Linked DNA regions of Zea mays: region 2 is linked to region 1. Evidence: chromatin contacts called from public Hi-C data. All regions are on one chromosome and are shown on one strand. The core of a region is the stretch at or near the end of the contact, and the rest is flanking DNA. Distances in the headings are between cores, read along the strand shown. Region 1 holds the start of LOC100192963 (ribosomal protein). Region 2 holds the start of LOC100274097.

Evidence for each region. A called contact is a pair of places that touch in the nucleus more often than the background predicts.
Region 2: a Hi-C map of ear shows a contact between it and region 1, with 2.5 times the contacts expected there. The contact joins the promoter of LOC100274097 here to the promoter of LOC100192963 in region 1. A contact is called at or near these places in 3 of 25 Hi-C or Micro-C datasets (ear, endosperm and tassel).

The regions. Positions count from the first base shown.
Region 1 is chr4:54,868,707-54,872,835 of Zm-B73-REFERENCE-NAM-5.0, reverse strand. LOC100192963 (ribosomal protein) reads left to right here and starts at 2,667. Exons shown (of 6, transcript NM_001138139.2): 1 at 2,667-2,752; 2 at 2,870-2,898. The coding sequence starts at 2,894.
Region 2 is chr4:55,034,279-55,038,570 of Zm-B73-REFERENCE-NAM-5.0, reverse strand. It overlaps LOC100274097, which reads right to left and starts at 2,840. Exons shown (of 9, transcript NM_001148476.1): 1 at 2,594-2,840; 2 at 1,550-1,665; 3 at 1,413-1,472; 4 at 862-1,044; 5 at 668-772; 6 at 491-587; 7 at 303-410; 8 at 68-203. The coding sequence starts at 2,657.

The DNA of each region.
Region 1 (4,129 bases), core at 1,418-3,917:
AAAAGGTATTGAGTCGCTTTGGTTTTAGTGACTGTGATCCTGCTCCAACACCTTATGACCCCAGTGTGCTATTAAGAAAGAATCGGAGAATAGCAAGGGATCAATTGACATACTCCCAGATCATTGGCTCGCTCATGTACCTTGCAAGTGCAACAAGGCCAGACATCTCTTATGCTGTGAGTAAGCTAAGTCGTTTTGTGTCGAAACCAGGAGATGATCACTGGCGTGCTCTTGAGAGAGTGTTGCGGTATTTGAAAGGTACTATGACATACGGTATTCATTATACCGGAAACCCAAAAGTGCTGGAAGGCTATTGTGATGCCAACTGGATTTCTGATGCTGATGAGCTTTATGCCACAAGCGGATATGTGTTTCTGTTTGGAGGTGGCGCTGTTTCCTGGAAGTCTTGCAAGCAGACTATCTTAACGAAGTCTACAATGGAAGCAGAACTCGCAGCATTAGACACTGCTGGGGCTGAGGCCGAGTGGCTTCGTGATTTCCTATTGGACTTACCGGTAGTTGAAAAACCGATACCGGCTATTTCCATGAACTGTGACAACCAAATGGTGATTACAAAGGTTAACAGTTCTAGGAATAACATGAAGTCTACAAGGCATGTTAAGAGGAGATTGAAATCTGTCAGAAAGTTGAAAAACTCCGGAGTTATTACTGTGGATTATGTCCACACATCGAATAATCTGGCAGATCAATTCACTAAGGGTCTATCACGCAATGTGATAGAAAGTGCATCGAGGGAAATGGGTATGAGACCCATGTGAGATCTACTCTAGTGGTAACCTGCTCTATGTGATCGGAGATCCCGTGAAGTAGAGTGGAGAAACAAGCTAGGAAAGATCCCTTCTTTAACTCATTTCTGATGCACATCTTTCCTATCTGTAAGGCAGGATGGTTTTTACCTTAATGTATTCCAAGAGTCTTATAAAGGTGAGATGTTGTCCTACAGAACATCTTCTGAGGAATACACCTATATGAGTCAGACTGCTAGTCACAGTCTATGGGATTTGGGTAATCCCTAAATACTCATGAAAGGCACTGAAGTGTGACTTATATGCTTCTAAACAGCGGGAATACCCTTCTGCAGCCTAGTATCAGCAAAGGATTTGAGTGAATCTTATTTCGCACAAAACTGTCAATTCAAGGCATAGTCCATTGTTCAGTTGTGAATAAGTGAAACTCTTATTCTAGATGGATGTTCAACTTAACAGTCTCCATCGAAACACTGGTATATCAAAGGATTGTGATTCTGATACTTCATCATTACAAACCCTAGAGTTTGGTGGGGATTGTTGGATCTTTTATGGACTTGGCCCATTTATTGAATAAACTCTATGGTGTGTAATGGTGGAGAATACCAATAGTACCACATTGGAAGTCCAAGGGTCTTTTGCCTTGACTTATATGGTGGGATTTATTCCACTTAACTTGAGAAGTCAAGAAATGGACAAGGGCGTGCCACACGCGCGCGCGCGCCGCCGCCGCCGCCGGCCGGGCCGGGCCGGGCGTGGCGTGGCGAGGCGAGGCGAGGCAGGCAGGCAGGCGAGCGGGCGTGGTGTGGTTGTGTTAATTTTTAGCACTCACTAACCGCGTCAGCCGAGTGACCCTGTCTCTTCGTCAGCCAGCCGAGTGACCCTTCTCCTTCAGCTGCCGACTTATGGCGTGACTCGGCGAGAGCTGGCCGACTCATGGCATAACTCGGCTAGAGCTGGCCGACTCTTGGCGTGACTCGACGACCTTTCTCCTTCAGCTTCCCTCTGCGAGAGGTTAAATAGAGGAGCACCCCTGTCACTCGGTACACGCGAGAAAACACTTTCAGAACACAGTCCAGCAGCCGAGTGAGGGTATTTCCATCTCGTGACTCTGCGCGCACAGAGAAGCGAGAGGGCAGGTGCCTCCGGAGCCCTTGCCGTTCGAGACCTTGCACGAGGGATCGACAATTAGGTTTTTGGGGAGCGTCTACGCGACTGCCCAAAGTCTTCTTCCTGCTGACATGACAAGTGAAGTTGGACAAGGATCTAGATCCTCGGAGCGCATGACTGGGTATGATCAATTCATCTCCTTACTGTTTTTCATTCTGCAAATTATATATGTTCATACCTGCTGCTTTATTTATAGCCATAAATTTATCCAATCTGTTTTGTCGTATTATATCATGACGTGTCTGATGCCTGATCATACTAGTAATATGATAAATCTGTTTGTCTTAATTTTACAGTCATGCTGTTTATGTTGCTATCTGTTTAATTTCAGTTGTTCCATAATAATACATGTTCCATGTTTATTTGCTTATTATATTTATATGATTCATATGTTTCATGTTCTCTTGATCCATATTGTTATGGATATATTTGAGATAATGATTTCTATGATTAAACATATTTTATATGTCATCATCATAATGTTAATTTATGGAATTAAAATAATACGGAAAATGCCTATATTTCTAACAGTAAATACGGAAACAGTCAGATTAAATATAGAAAACGGTATGGGTCGGGACGGAATTACCCTAACCAACATACATCCGGAAGAGGCCCCATGGCCCATAACGTTTCTTCCCGCATCCGACGGTTCCAAGCTTAGCACGCGTCATCCATCGGGAGCTCGGTCTAGGGTTTTGCTTCGAGACCGCTCCCACCGCTCATATAAGCTCATATAACAACATCCGTCGCCGCCGTTTCCATCCCATTTTCTCTCCTCTCTCCGTCGCCGCCTCGGGCCAAACCCTACGCAGGTACGCTTCCGCCGCCGTGTCCTCCTCTTTTGCTGACGGCTCGATTTGCGAAATCACATGTTTTGGTGCCCTATCTGGTCTCCATTTCACCGTGTCATATTTCTGTTCCTTCTACAGGGAGTTGATTGATCGATTGCAGCCATGAGGTACTCTCTCTCTGGTCGCTTCTACTGTGTCGTGCATCTGTTTTTTTGCGCTAGAAATGCCTGTTTCGTGTAGTTATCTGGTCGATTGCCATGATAAGATTTAGTCCTACAGGGGATATTTTCAGTTGAATCATGCCTTTAGGATGATGAAAAATCTCGGAGCCCTTTCATGCTTTGATTTGTTTATGATTGATTTAGCTGTTGCCTATCCAATATAGGCCTGCTAACGGGGCGTTGTTTAACGTTTTTTTTTGTGACGGGTTCTAATATATGCTGTGCGTAAATGGATGGAACTTGTTTTACTATGTCTTGGATCGGGATGGGTTGGGTTTACAAGAAACGCGTGTGAGGCGGGTCGGCGCATGCAGTCAGTTAGGAGCCCCTACTGTCGCAGGGCAGCTAGGGACAGCGTCCAGGTCGCAGCTACGCTGAGCGGTGGCGAGGCTGAGCTGCGTGTCATTACTGTTGCGGCACCAGCTCCTCATGGAGCTTATTGTGGGTAGGGCTCTGCGGGAGGGCCACCACATAGGAAAGGAGGGGTGGCGGGAGTAGGCGGTGCTGGTGCCAGAGAGAATGTGCTTGTCAGCAGTGGCGAAGGGCACGGGGAGGGTGGCAATGCCCCCCCAATGCTCCCCTGATTACGTTGGATCCATTAATTTTCTCAGCTAACCCCCATGTAGATAATGCTAAATACCCTCCTAGCAGCCCCCAATCTCAAATTTTGGCTTTGCCCCCCTGCTTGTCAGTGGTCTCTTCCCCCGCTGTGCGGCCAGCCTTTCAATCTGCCATTGCTGGCAGCTTGCATAGAAGGCAGGGAACACTGCTGCTGAGACCTCGTCCTGCGCACTATTGCTCTTTGCACTGGTTCTGTTTTCCTAGATCCATCTGGGCATCTGGCTGCATTTTGTTGTTTTACTATTTTTCATGGAATAGTGATGGGTTTGGAAAGTGAGGTGTGACTGTGTGATAATCACATGGTTTCCACAACAGCTCTTGTGCTCTTTCCTACAACAAGAGAAATGCAGAATTTAATGCTGGCTGGTTATGATAATGGCATGCCAGTTTGGCTTTTCTGTGACATTTTCTCTTGTTTTCTGAAAACATTTTTTGAACAATCTTTGAGACTCAAAATTTGTATCCTACCATCTTCAATTTCGGCTGTGTTACCATTAGACGGATCTTGGATGCGTTGCTCAGAAATTTCTATTTGTGTTATCTGGATTACTTTTAT
Region 2 (4,292 bases), core at 1,591-4,090, 170 kb before region 1:
AAGATTGTTGAAACTAACAAACATCAAATAGTCAATCTTTATGAGTTATTCAGAAAAAAAGGCATACTTTTTCAATCCCTGATCCATCAAAGTGTGGCCAGTGCAAATGCCCTGGGTCTCCACTCTCACCACACCCTTCTTGAATGTGAAGTACTCGGGATGAAGCACGGCAGTGAAGCTCACAGGATCATGAAGGAAAATTCCTAAACAGATTGCGGTTTTTGTCAAAAGTGTGTTACTTCTCATATTTGATGGTAATTGACAAAAGCATACACCAGTAGTATATTATTATTTTCAGATACCATGGAAGCCATCAGACTTGACATGCCAATCTCTGTAGAACTTGCACGTCTCAGATAAGAACGGTGCATGCTTCCCTTTTGAGTTTCTTAGCTCCAAGAGACCCTCATCTAAAACAAGGAATCTCACAAGGTTAATATAGTCAACTCCGGAACTTGAACTGTACACAATTGATTATCAATGAGCCAACCTGTCAAACAGACTTGTGTTGTTATGTTAATGCCAACCACAATGACATCTGCTCCTGAAGTAAAAACTATGTCAGCTGCTTCTGGGTCTCCAAGAATCTGCAGAGTAATGCACTCAAGGTTCACTACTTATGTCGAAGTATTAGCCTTCTCAGGTATAATGCAGTGTGCTAACATACATTTGCTTCAGCAGCAGGGTTGACATTTCCAGCCACGAAGAAAGCTCCACCCAGTACAACTATTTTATTCACCTTGCTTGCAAAGGAAGGGTCTCGTTTGATGGCCTAAGCAAGAACAGAGACACTTAGTCGTAACATATAGCGCAGCATAGACAGCACAACAAATAGGTTTAATCCTACGATCCTGAACATACCAATGCTACATTTGTCAGGGGTCCCAAAGCAAGCACAGAGACCTCTCCTGGAAACTCAGAGACCTTATTAACCATGAAATCAGCAGCACTTTCCTCAACCTTCTTAGCAGAGGGTGCAGGAAGAAACAGATTCCCAATGCCATCTGACCCATGAACAAAATCAGCAATACGGGGCTTTCCTCCCTAATGAACACAAAGTATCGATCATTCAGTTCATCCAGACAAATGCAGTGCTATGTGGATTCAAACTGTATTATCGATAAAATTACTGAGCAGGTAACATAGGATTATTACAAGTTAAATGTGATATTCTTGCTACATCTATTAACTAGCAATTATCAAAATGCAAAATGTAAGTAATGTTATAAAAGATACAATGCAAAACCCCACGTTGTACCATAAAAGAAAAGGCATCGTAAACGACACAAGATCATGTCAGAAATTTCAGTCATTGCAAATTGGTAGTATGAAATGCAAACTAAGGAAAAGAGTAGCACGTTTCTTGCAGTGTGCCATGAAAACGACACAAGATAATGTCATGAGCAAACAACCTTTAGGGGCTCGTGGCTGCCCTCTGCTACTGGAACCTCAGGATGTCCTGCTCTCTCACACTGCCCATGTAATGCTCGACGCTGTTAGCGAATCTAAGAAAATAAAGAAATAAAGCTCAAATATCTCAAATGCTTACCAGCAATAGTGCATTACATGTTGCGCCTTCTGTGTCGACGTTGCCGAATATGGTCGTGAGCCCAATGATTTCCAGAGTATGTGCTCTGAACGCCATTAGGATAGCCATGCTATCATCTAGAAATAGGATTGTGGAGACAAGAGACAGTAAAATTGCAGTCTACTCCTTACAACTTGAAATGCCTTCTAGGAAAAGGACTTATACAATTGAGAATTCAGATATCACAAATGGGTACCAAATGATACCGTTCCATTCTTTTTTATTTGTCGCGGTTTAGTTTAAAAATGAACTAGCGGGCGACAAATATTCGAGAACGGATGTAGTACTACAATACAAATCTTAACAGTCTTTTAATAAATTGTACAGTTATAGCCTTAAGGTTTTTGATGTTATATTTGACTTCTTCCGTTCCAAAATAGTAGTCGTTTTAGCTCTTAGTTTTTGTGTCTATATTCAAATGGATGATGATGAATCTAGACACATATACAAAACATATACATGAAGTGTTACATGAACCCACTAATTTGCTAAAACGAATTTTATTTTTGGACAGAGGGAGTAGCATTTGCAAATAATGTATACTTAGGCCTATCAGTCATTTGATTGAATGTTTCCTCGTAGCTGGACAATAAGTTCAGATTACTTGGAATTTTCAAAAACCTAATAAGAATAATTAGTGAGCCACGGTTGTAGCTTTACTACCCACTGTCGAGTTTGGTGGGTGGCGCCACGCCATCGTTTCCATCGACGGACGGATAGAGCCTGTTCACTGGGGTTTTAATCCACAGCTTCTGTTTTTTCTACCGTATTTTGTCTCTATAACCGAACGTTGAACAAGGAAACGAAATTGTGGTCTGTTTCTCTCGCTCTCCGTCTTTACTCTAATGTGGTTGGGAGTTGGAAATGAGTTATTATTACAAGGAAAAACAATCGAAGTTTACCTTCATTTTCGAGGTCGAATACACGAAAACTAGTTATATGGAGCTTTAAAGAAACGAAACAATGACAACGCGGAGGAGGAAATGAGAGGGACGGGAGACGAACCGATGCCGGGATCCGTATCGATGATGAGCTTGTCGCGGCGGGTCTGCTGGCCGTCCCGCTCCATCGCGAGTCCGGCCGGCGCCTCCACTGAAGAACACGCACTGGAGATTGGCAGGAAGGCCCCTCCAGTCTGAACCTGAATGGTGGAAAGCCGCCGAGGAAGGGGAAGAAGAGAGGAGATAGCAGGTGGGGCTGGGACGCAACCCCTCTATCTTCCTCCCTTCCTACTACTTTCTTGTCTCGCGACGGAGGACGAGATGAGTCGAGCTCCAGTAGCAACAGGAGATGTGGGTGATATCCGCCGGGACGTAATTATCGTGGGATTAGTTTATGTTAGAGTGGATTAGTAATCATCAATTGCTTAACATACCAGGGGCAGAGAGAGAAGAGGGGAGGAGTTTGGGTGAAACGCGTTAGCAGGCCGGCAGCCATGGTAGGTGGCGAGTGGACTTGTGGGCGTGGACGGAAGGTGGCGTGGCGTGGGACAGCCGTCAGATCCAGGTGACGGGGGACACGGCATAACACATGGACGACAGCCTCCGGTTCATCGTCCATTACCCTATCCTCGCCTGACACGTGTTTGGTTGACTGCTCCACGGTACAGACGGATTCGAATACTTATTTGTCTTCTTTCCTTTGTTCAACTGCGTATAAATGGAATATAATTTGATATGTAAATTTTATTTCTTTACATTGAACTTATTAAGATTCATAAACAGTAAACGTCAAATTTGTTCTATATATTTTTAACTAATTGATATAAAATTTAGATACGAATTCGGATTCGGATGTTTTTTTCTCTTTTTTATCGTAGAGAATAATAATGCAAAAAAATATAAAAAATTATTTTTATCTTCCATAATATTTTAACAATATGACTAAATATTAGCAGTACATTCTACGCATCTATGTTAAAATAGTAAATTTATCATATAATTTGGATATTTAGGATCTATCCCTCCATGGGTGCCCTGCATCCGCGGAGCATTAAAGCACTTTGTGTTTGGTTGGTTGCTTCATAGATTGAGCTCGTGCAAAAATGTATTGTGAGCCATGCCCATGGGAGACAGCATATCCATATGTTTGGTTGTTAGGATCAACAGATCCTGGTCGAAGCCTAGATGCAGGCTGGGCTTAGCCTGTATGCATTGATGCAAACCAATTAAGTTCTCTTGTTTGGTTGTTTGTCCCTAATTAGCCAGGATGAGCACAACCCCTGTTTGGTTTGCTGTTTTAGATAAGTTGCATGGATTTAGCTCTAAGTTGCACGACTCAACTACATTTCTAAAATTACAACGCCATAAATTACAACGCCATAAATTACACACATCCAAATTTATACAATTATAAATTACAATAACTTATCCAAAAAAATCCCAGCTGGCGTCCACTGGTGAATACAATCAAATTGTAGATATATAAATTCAAATTTTGGTCTCTCTTTCTATCATTAAAGATATATAAATTGTACATACACTTGTAAATACATACACTTGTAAATAAATACACTTGTAAAACACTTGTAAATAGAGACCATCTAACTTCTAAAACCAACAAATAGAGATAATTGGATTAACAAGATAGGATATATAATAGAACAAACAACAGTAAAAGATTTGCTTTTAGAGATAGTTTACAAACAGCTAACCAGTAAAAACAAACAGCAGTAAACTATAAAGACTTGATTGGATTAACAAGA